Linked DNA regions of Oryzias latipes: region 2 is linked to region 1. The links are chromatin contacts, called in public Hi-C maps. All regions are on one chromosome and are shown on one strand. Each heading gives the region's core, a stretch centred on a gene start, on an enhancer-like site or on the middle of the called end of the contact. The rest is flanking DNA. Distances are from core to core; before and after follow the strand shown. Region 1 has its middle 11 kb from the start of srgap2. Region 2 has its middle 42 kb from the start of LOC101168779.

What was found. Hi-C and Micro-C count contacts between places; a contact is called where the count stands out from the background.
Region 2: a contact with region 1 is called in a Hi-C map of embryo, with 3 times the contacts expected there. The contact joins two enhancer-like sites. A contact is called at or near these places in 4 of 5 Hi-C or Micro-C datasets (embryo and fibroblasts).

The regions. Positions count from the first base shown.
Region 1 is chr5:28,139,807-28,144,463 of ASM223467v1, forward strand. No RefSeq gene overlaps it. Among protein-coding and RNA genes, the nearest start is that of srgap2, 11 kb to the left of the region's middle. Within about 2 kb of position 2,520, at least 4 of the 8 cell types and tissues checked have an H3K27ac peak or open chromatin away from gene starts, as enhancers often do. A contact at or near this core is called in embryo, where this site is marked.
Region 2 is chr5:28,428,593-28,433,249 of ASM223467v1, forward strand. No RefSeq gene overlaps it. Among protein-coding and RNA genes, the nearest start is that of LOC101168779, 42 kb to the left of the region's middle. Within about 2 kb of position 2,524, at least 2 of the 8 cell types and tissues checked have an H3K27ac peak or open chromatin away from gene starts, as enhancers often do. A contact at or near this core is called in embryo, where this site is marked.

The DNA.
Region 1 (4,657 bases), core at 1,270-3,769:
GGTTGCAGACCCCTGGCCTACTACACCAACATGTATTCAACAATCCGAACTTGTAAGTACATGCTTTAGTTTCTGAATAGGTTCAAGGACAATGGGATTTTTGAGCTTTAAATTTGGGCGAATTTATTTTTTCTATGCATAAAAATACATCAAAAACATATTTAACTGTAGGCGTGGGATGTTAACGATCCGTCCTGCTCTCCTTTCTTTTTGCTGTGCACAAGTCACATTTCGTTTGTGCTCTGGAGTTTATTTTTCTTGTGTTGTAGGTTTTATAACTTTAACTAATATGGCATTCGATGAAAAGCACAGAAAGTGGATGGATCGCTGTAAGAAAATCAGACTAACAGAAGATGAATAATAACAGTTGGAAAGAATTCTGAGATTAAATTCAAAATAAACTGAAAAAAAGGGGTTCAAGTCAGAAATGAACGAAGAAGAAAAACAAGAATGAAGTCTGAATTCTTCTTACGACTCTGTGAATTATGGATTTATTCCTTAGAGGTTTCATTTTTCTCTCAAAAATGTATATCTGTTCCCTGAATTCTTAGCAAAAAATCTGACATTCCTTTACTTTTACATGCACAGAATTGCAGAATTAGTCAAAGGTAAATAAAATGAAGGAATTTGAGCAAGTCAGAAATCTGAGCCAAAAAATGTGAATTTTGAGAGTAACTCTGAAGTCTAAGAAACATTTCTGAATTCTTGTTTTTAAAATCTGAGGTCTGACTTTTGCGTTGGATTCTTTCCATCAGTATCCTGAATTTAGAATCAGAATTAAACAAGTGCATTTTGTCTCTGAGGAAATTTTTTGTTAAATTCAGGTCAACAGCAATATTTCTATAATTCTTTTTCTTGTACCTTTTATCTGCTTTACAAGTCAGCCAAGTTTGCCATGAATATGCTTGTTTATACAGTCACACAACCTCAATTTATTTACAATTTTGGAAGCAATAAAATCTCCCCAAGGCATTAAATTAAGATTATAAATTGACGTTTCTAATATTTAATCCAGATTACTTTCTTTTGCGCACAGACACTCACAAACCTTTAAACCTTTCTCTTTACCTTTATAGTCATTATGACTGTGACCTGTCTAAATGCAGCTACTTGAAAATCACAGTTTAGTCCTCTAAGAGTTGAAAGTGTTCTCTTGGTCCACTGAGTTTGTGCTTGTGTGTGTGTGTGTGTGTGTGTGTGTGTGTGTGTGTGTGTGTGTGTGTGTGTTTGTGTGTCGGGAGGGTATAGAGTATTGGAAAAACCTTTAATCCGAGTGCTGTCAGGTCCAAACCCAGCTTGACGTCCCATTGATGTGGAACAGGACAAAACACTGGGCCCCTTTCTAAGCTCCCACTGGCTCACAGACTCACACAGATGCACACAGACGCACACACCCACACAAACACACAATAACACGCGCCTTCGCCCCCTCACTAAAGATCCTGGCTTGGGCCCCCGCCCCATAACCAGGAAGGGCATTCCTCAGCCTGGGCAAATGTGTCCACAAACACAAACCGCCGTCCTGCTACACACACTCGTGCTTGCATAGGTGAAAGAACGCAGTTGCAGACGTTGCAGTTCGCAGGTGTCAGCAGCTTGAGGAGTCCCCCTTATGGGACAGGTGTCCTGAATGTCTTTTCGTAGGCATCCATTAAGTCCGGAGTGTCTTAGTCATCGGGTTATTCGACAACAAACACTTTACTACGGGCCTACAGACATGAAAATTGAGGCAGTTTTATGACTGAGCAGATATGAGAGCAGACATATAATTGTCTAAAAATGGGATTAAGAGATGACTTCTTCAGACTTCCCCTTCAAAACAGCCCCTCACCCACTTGAATAGGGTAAAGAAAAACCTACGGATGGTTGAATCTGCAAAAGACACTAATGTGTATTTGTTGTGTTGTTTTCAGTGTAGCCGGGAGGGGGAGTTGTTTGCAGCAGGCAATCATGAGCCTTATATGTGATTCTTCAACTTTGACCCAGTGCCAGCTTAAAAGTTCAAGCAATTTGGGTCATCAGTTCACTTTCAGTCTGCAGCTGTGGTGGTCCTGAGAGACTGTTTCTTATTCAACTATAATAAAGAATCCTGCTATCATATTAAGCTGAAAACGCTCCCATCTGTTACACAACCCCAAAAACACTTTCGATCATTTTATTTCCACCTTGAGGCCTTCCCAAGAAAAAAAAGTTCATCTGTGGTTCCTGCAGTTAAATGAACAGAAGATCTTTTTGCTGTTTCTCCTCTGACAGCCTCTTTTTTGCTCCAGATCTGCAGACTTCATTTTGGAATGTCAAAACTAATACTCGGACTGGGCTGCAATCCACAGAGACTTCAGCAGGCCCAACCAAAATGTTTTTATTGACGGGTGAAAGCAGTCAGCTCGGCAGCACCGATTGGCTGTAATTGGTCGGCAAGTCAGCAGCGTGTTTGAAATACCCTGTGTAAAGAAGCAGCCTTTAAAAGCATGCACACACACACACACACACACGCCCACCCCCGTTTTCCCCCTTCGACCGTCTTAAGAGAAGCCAGATGGGCCACAGGGAAGCAATCACCTCTCTATTTGTCTTTGTGCTGATCAGGTTAGGGAAGTGTTCCCAGGGCTGGCCAGGAGTCAACACATTGCTGCCTGCTGTCTTCGCTGCTCTCTGCACTGCCCTGCACGACTCAAGCCAACTGTTTCAGCAGCAGCAGCAGCAGCAGCAGCAGCAGCAGCAGCACAATGCTCAGTCACCAGGGAAGGAGCAACACAATAATTATTTTTGTCAGTTACTGGATATGAGGATGGTTTCAGCTGGACACCAGATTCCCACTTAGTGCAGGAAAAAAAAATAAAGAGCTAAGGAGCTGCTGGTCAACGTGTAAATATGAAGGTCAGCAAGAGAGCTGGTAGCTAACATCTTTCATCTGCTGATGTGGACCCCAACAGTTAGCGCAGGGTCAGTGGATGGGAGGTGTTTAGGCAGCAGCATGTGTGGAGAACATTCCATCCATTGAATACACAGATGGTTTGATTTAGAGCAATGAAACGAGCACCAGACACAGAGCAGTGACAGTAAACCAGTGATGCTCGCGCGCACACACACACCTACACACACACACACTCTCACACACACACGCACGTATGTGGAGTTGCCCCGGCTAATAGAGTGATGGAATCCAGAAGGAATTTTAGCTAAGGACTCGGGGAGTGAGCTGTCGAGAAGCCCCTCAATCGTACTCAAGATGGTGTCTTTTTCATGTTGAAATGAATCTGCGGCTCCATCACTGAAAGGGTGAAGGTGCTTTTAACCGAGACATTTACATCTTTGGGAAAACTTTAGGGCACCGCTAGGGGTGTTGCATCTGCACAGGCCTTGCAGGGAAACTCCCAGGCAGAGAAACTTGATCCCACCTCTTGATTGGATGCCCCCCCAGTGAACCCTGACCCAAGACTTTGTCTGGGGCTCATGACCTTGAGTGAAGTCCAAGCAGAATGTTATATCTCCTCCTCTCTGCTTTTTCCTCTCAGCCCATTCAGATCCAGTAACAGAGGGTTGGTGGGGAGGAGATGGAGAGCAGAAATGTCACAGAGACATTAAACAGAGTGCGTCTGTGTGTGCTCTCAAAGTCCAACCTGTCTGATTTCCCTCTTCTCCATCCCTCCCCCTCTTCCTCCCCCTCCGTCTCTCTTCCATAAACGTGTCTCCAAGGAGCAATATATTCATCCTCTTCTCTCCAAATCTCCAAATCTCTTTGTCTTTGTTGCTCTATCAACACTCCTGTCATTTTTCTGCTGATCCATCCGGCCTTCCTTTGCCCTTTTTTGGTTTATTATAGCCAGTGTCAGGCCCGGGGCAGCCAGCAATCTAAAATAGAACACTCCTGTTTTGGTTTAGGAACTGTGACTTTTTTAAGAATCAAAAAGGATGTGTTGTATCATTTGTCCATCATTTGTGTGGTTGTAAATCCAACAATAATCAAAAATGTAATAACCTTAAATAAGTGAACATTATGCTCATCATCAGAGAAAGACTTTGGCGATGTCTGAATTCCCTCACTAATCCCTAACCCCTAAAAGATTAGATGGTCTGTCACTGGATTTTAATGCAGTATGGACATATACTTTTTTATTATCATTTTTTAAATGCTAAATATAATTACACCCATTTGCCAAAGTAAAAACCTTTAAATATGAACATTTTATGAAGACTATTTATAAATTCACAGTGTTCGGATAATGAAAAATGGAATGATTTAAAAAAAAAATTTAGATGACAAATCATTCAAACGCAATGCATTGTGGTCGATATTCACCAATTTGGTGAGCATCTTTTATTCACTATATGAGAACTAGGGGTGTAGGGAAAAATCGTTTGGTGAGACTTGTATTGATTTAAAATGCTGTCAAGATGATATTTGTTTAGTTATTTATGAGAGTCCTTTAGCGTCTGACTCTTGTTTTCCACTTAAACCCCCAGCCTCTAGTTGGCAGCACAGCACACTGAGCCTCTTTGAGCAGCTTCTACACCGCACTAAAACAACAAGATCTCGCAAGAATCAGCTTGTGTTAAAAGTTAAATGTTTAGTCAGCCTAGCAGTTTTGTTGTTATGAGATGCGTACTACTTAGTTTTTGCTTAGGTTGGTTACCGAACAGAAACACTGTACCACAT
Region 2 (4,657 bases), core at 1,274-3,773, 290 kb after region 1:
TCCCTGACGTTACTGGCGTTTTCAAGATGACACCATCGTTTTCAATACATGCGGCCTTGAACAGCAACATTAAACGATATTTATAAGATTGTCTATGTTACTTTGTTCTCTTCGGGATGGACAACAAGCATTAAAATGACTGCAGCCACTCAGAAACCTACTGTGACAAAATGAAAAGCCTTCGTTAGACGCTTTCACCATATAGGTTCAAAAAAAAATCCCTTTTCTGAGGGTAAAGTAGTCGACTGCCTCATGCAAATTATGCTGATATAAATGGCATGCCAGCCTCCAATCACTGACCAATTAATGACCTTGGGGTGCATCTTGTGACACATCAACAGCACTAATTTAGACTTGACAGGTCCCCTGGTGCGTGCCGGAAAAGTTCATGTTCAGTGTGTTTGTGTGTGTCGGTACCCTCCAGCACCAGTTGAGCTCATTACCATGGAAACCCAGTTTGCAGCTGTGAAGGTTTATGTCACTAAAATGAGCGTCCTCCTAACAACTCACAGTTTTGTGTGTTTTTTAATTAAATTTTTAATTTCAGAACACCTCTCCTTTGATAATTACACATCTGTAATCTTTTTGACCTCCGTCACCCGCTTTTTCGGTGAGCCGGATCTCTGCCACTAACTGTACTTTATCAACTGCATCAGCTTTTGTACGTCCAATCAATCACTTTAGTCAGTGTATCTCTATGCCTGTCTCTGTTGAGTGTGTGCGTTTGTGTGTCTCATTCACTCTCTAACTGCCTTATCACTCTCCTGCACCAGCAGCTCTCATTAGAACATTAATTGAAAAAGTGTAATTAATCCTGAAAGGTGGCGAGAGTGGACTCCGGCCAGGGAGAGGGAGAGGAAGACAGAGGTGGACAGACGGATGGGTGTTTAGTATGACCCAACACTGCCCCCTGTTGTTCCTTCACAGACATTCTCTTCAGTTCTGCGGGGTGGATACAGTGTTCTGTGTTTCATCTAAAGGGGCGTTTTTTACTTAAAACATTATGCTTTTAGAATTTAAAATGTTTAATTTACATAAAAAAAATTTTCTTATGGAGAACATTTAGTTTGATTCCTTTATGTTTTCTGTCTCAGTTTTATAAGAAATAATTCACTATAAATCAAAAACGTAATCATGCAATTAGAGTTTTTTAATCTAAAAATCTATTTATTCAATTAAGTCAGCAGTTTTTAATTATTTTTTTTGTTCAATTTACAATTTAACATCATTGCGCCATAAACTAATTTCAAAGTTGAAAATTTCTAAGTTTGCAATATTTGATCACAAACATATTTAAAAAGCACAAACATGTCTAATCTGTGATCTGTCGGTTTATGAAAATGAGTAATTTTTTGGCGTTTATGGTCACCTCTAAACCTGCACAGGGAGTAGAGAACCCACAGCAATGCAAAAACCAAGAAACTGAATAAATCTTCAAAAAAATGGGAAAACGGGTTGTGTTCTATTTTACCCGAACCCCCGGTGGTGAGGAGGATGAGGAGCCAGAGGTGAGGAGGAAGGAACAGCAGAAGGCCTGCTCCATTATTCTAATCCTTGGTTGTGTCTGGGTGACCTTTGGAGGGATGATTGTTTCTCATTTAGGACTGTGAGCTGTGATCTTCCCACCCGTTTGATCCCACTCACCTGACCTTTGTAAATTGGCTGTTAAGCATATCACAACTCGACCCCCGTGCCTCACACATGGCCTGTTAATGCACACAACCAGAGCTCCGGCACCCTGATAACTATTTAGACACTCACAGATATGCAGGCAGTACACATCCACACATCTCCTGCATGCAGCTGTTGATTGATTACTATTATTAGACATTATTTTGGGGGACGTCGATGTTTGTTTTTCGTTGTAAAACTAGTCTTAGCTCTCAGTGCGTTTACAGTGTGGCTAAGGTTCTAATTTAAATTACATATTTAACACAATGATTTATATGCGTCATAAAATTAAGGCAAAGATTTTTTTTGAAGAAAAGGGGAAAAAAACATTAAAATTGTCCATTCTGCCTATCACCTTTTCTTGGCTTGGTTAATGAGTAGCTGAGCTGAATGGCAGTGAGGTGATTTTTCCATCAGGCTGATGAAAGGAGAATTAAAGTCCACAGCTTGGGGTCTGCAGCACCATTACAGAAGGAAGAGGGTCTGAATTCATTTGGCCGGGCCACGATTCTAATTAACAACTCAATTCCACACAGAGAGGGAGACGGAACGAAGCAGCGGAGGGAGGGAAAGCCAGCTCCTGTATTGTGTGGAAGCATCTCCTGTATTTCAGGGAAATGTCAGAGAAACAGGTTCAGCTTTAATTTACATTTTCACCACCACCAGCTGTTTTACTTCTTTTCACAAGCTCCATTCCGGCCGTATCGGTTTGCCTCTGATTTTTCTAAATATTCACAAATGCCCTGTATTTACAGAAGCTCCTACCTTCTCCTGGTCGTCCGCCTCTGCAGGAACTTATCCCACATTGTGTTGTCCGCTCCACAGACTGCTGTGCTTCCTGGGGTTTCCTAAAGCTGTGGGTTTATGGGGGACATTTCCCTGGATTAAAAGGATGATTTCATTAGCCTCCATGGGTGTCAGGTTTCATTCTGGGGATTAAATCCTGCAGATTAGAAGCCATGGCTATTCTACAGCATCTCATTAATATTTAATAGCACCAGAAATGTAATTTAACAATCCTGTCTTTGTGATTACTAAGCAAATATATGCCTTGCTCTTTAAGAGCATAAATTGGGCTTTGAACACAGTTTCTGCTCAGGATTGGGCCTCATTTCCAAGTAGGTTTGTAGTCTTCCTCACTTCCTTCAAAACTCAGGAAGGTCAAACCACATCTGGCAACTTTTTCCCGCCATAAGAATTTTTTTTTAGATTTTCACCTTTTAAATGGCCTAAAAAAATTTGAAACCATTACTGACGGTTAGTCAGTGCACCCAACTTTCAGTCCCTCCTGGGGGATTTTAAGATCTGGCTCCAGCTGCAACAGCAAGTATGCTTTCTTCTCCTTTTCACTCCTCGCAGACATGAGAGTGGAGCCCCATCAGCTTGGACGGACTCAGGCCGGTCCCTGCAGAGCGTCTGCACGCCTCCTTCCAGTCAGAACGCCGCTCAGCAGCCTCCCCGAAGTATGAAGTATGGACAGAGGAGAACAAGGTGGGCACAAGGGGAGCCGACCGACTTAATGAGCCAATTTCTCAGATAATAAGATTGGTGGATATGCTAATATTTCTACCTTAAGGAGATAATTATGATGTAAAAGATAGAATATTTTATCTTAAAGCGACAGTGTGTGGGTCCCACAACTATCTGCAGTCTTTCCCTCTCTCTCATGGACAGCATGGGGGTGTGGGAGGGGTGGGGGCAGCTTGAGAATAGTTTTCTGTGTTTGAGCTTTGGGACAGTAGAAAAACAATGCCAAAGAAGGCCTTGATGCGTGCGGTTGTGTCGCATGTTTTTGGGCTGAGCCTTTGATCATGCCGAGCATTTGACACAAGGAGGAGAGGCAGGGGATTTTCTGCCTTCATAAATATTTATCTCATTACCGGGGGGCGAAAAATCACAGAAGAAAGCATAAAGAGATATCAATTGATCTTCATTGTTAATTGACCCAAAAGTATACTCCTAAATGTGAACAACAAAAACATTGTTCGTCCTTACACTCTCTGTGTACCCCAACAACATGCCCCTCACAAACCCTCACCACATTTCTGTTATGACTTTTTTTTTCCTAATTATTCTCAAACTCCCTATTGCTGCTAATTTTGTTTTTGTGTTGAACTTCCCTATCAACACAATTCCCCAAATAAATCTGCCCTGCCACCTGATGTGGAGAACTTGATAAAATGAGTTCCTGAAAGGCAGGATAATGGCTGCAGTTCATGGCGTGACCCAAATAGCCATAGGGGAATGGTTTAATACATGGGGAGGGGGGGGGTTGGGATTGAGCAGTCTACCTCACCCGCCCCATCTCCTTATGCTTCTTCACTCGCTCTCTGCCCTCTGTTTTACCATTTTAATTACTCCATAACGAGCTCAGTGGTGTAATTAAGAGCTCAGCTAGACCAGAAAAAAGTCAACCATTAGACCTGACCAGCTGATGCGATTCAGAGCAGCTGCAGCACACGGGAAGGAGCCGGAGTGAAGCCATCTCTGCTTTTCTTTCCTGAAAACTTCACTTTTCTGTGTGCAGCACACCAAAAATATTTTGATTAAAAAGAAAAGGTTTTTTTTTTTTTTTTTTTACATCAGGTTTCAACCAGCCTCAGGTGACATAAACTGACTTGACAACGTGCATGTGCGCACAAATACGCATGTCTGTTTTTGAGCTAAGAAAAGCGCCCCACAGTGACAGGTATCCCCTGGTGTTTTTGCTTCACAGAATCGCTTTATTTTCTTTGTTCTTAGGAAAAAAAAAGTGCAAAGTGACAGTGACAGCACAGTGGCCCACAGAACACACACAAACACACACAGAGTCACACATACAAGTCTGATGGAAGTGAGCTGCGCCTTCACCTGCTTCACCGCCTTTTTTTTTTTTTTTTTACCCACCCGTCTCCCCCTCCTCTGCCTTCTAATAGAATTCATGTACCTGTAAAGACACTTGCATCCTATTATATGCAATAAACTGCTTGCTTCATCCATGGCAGCA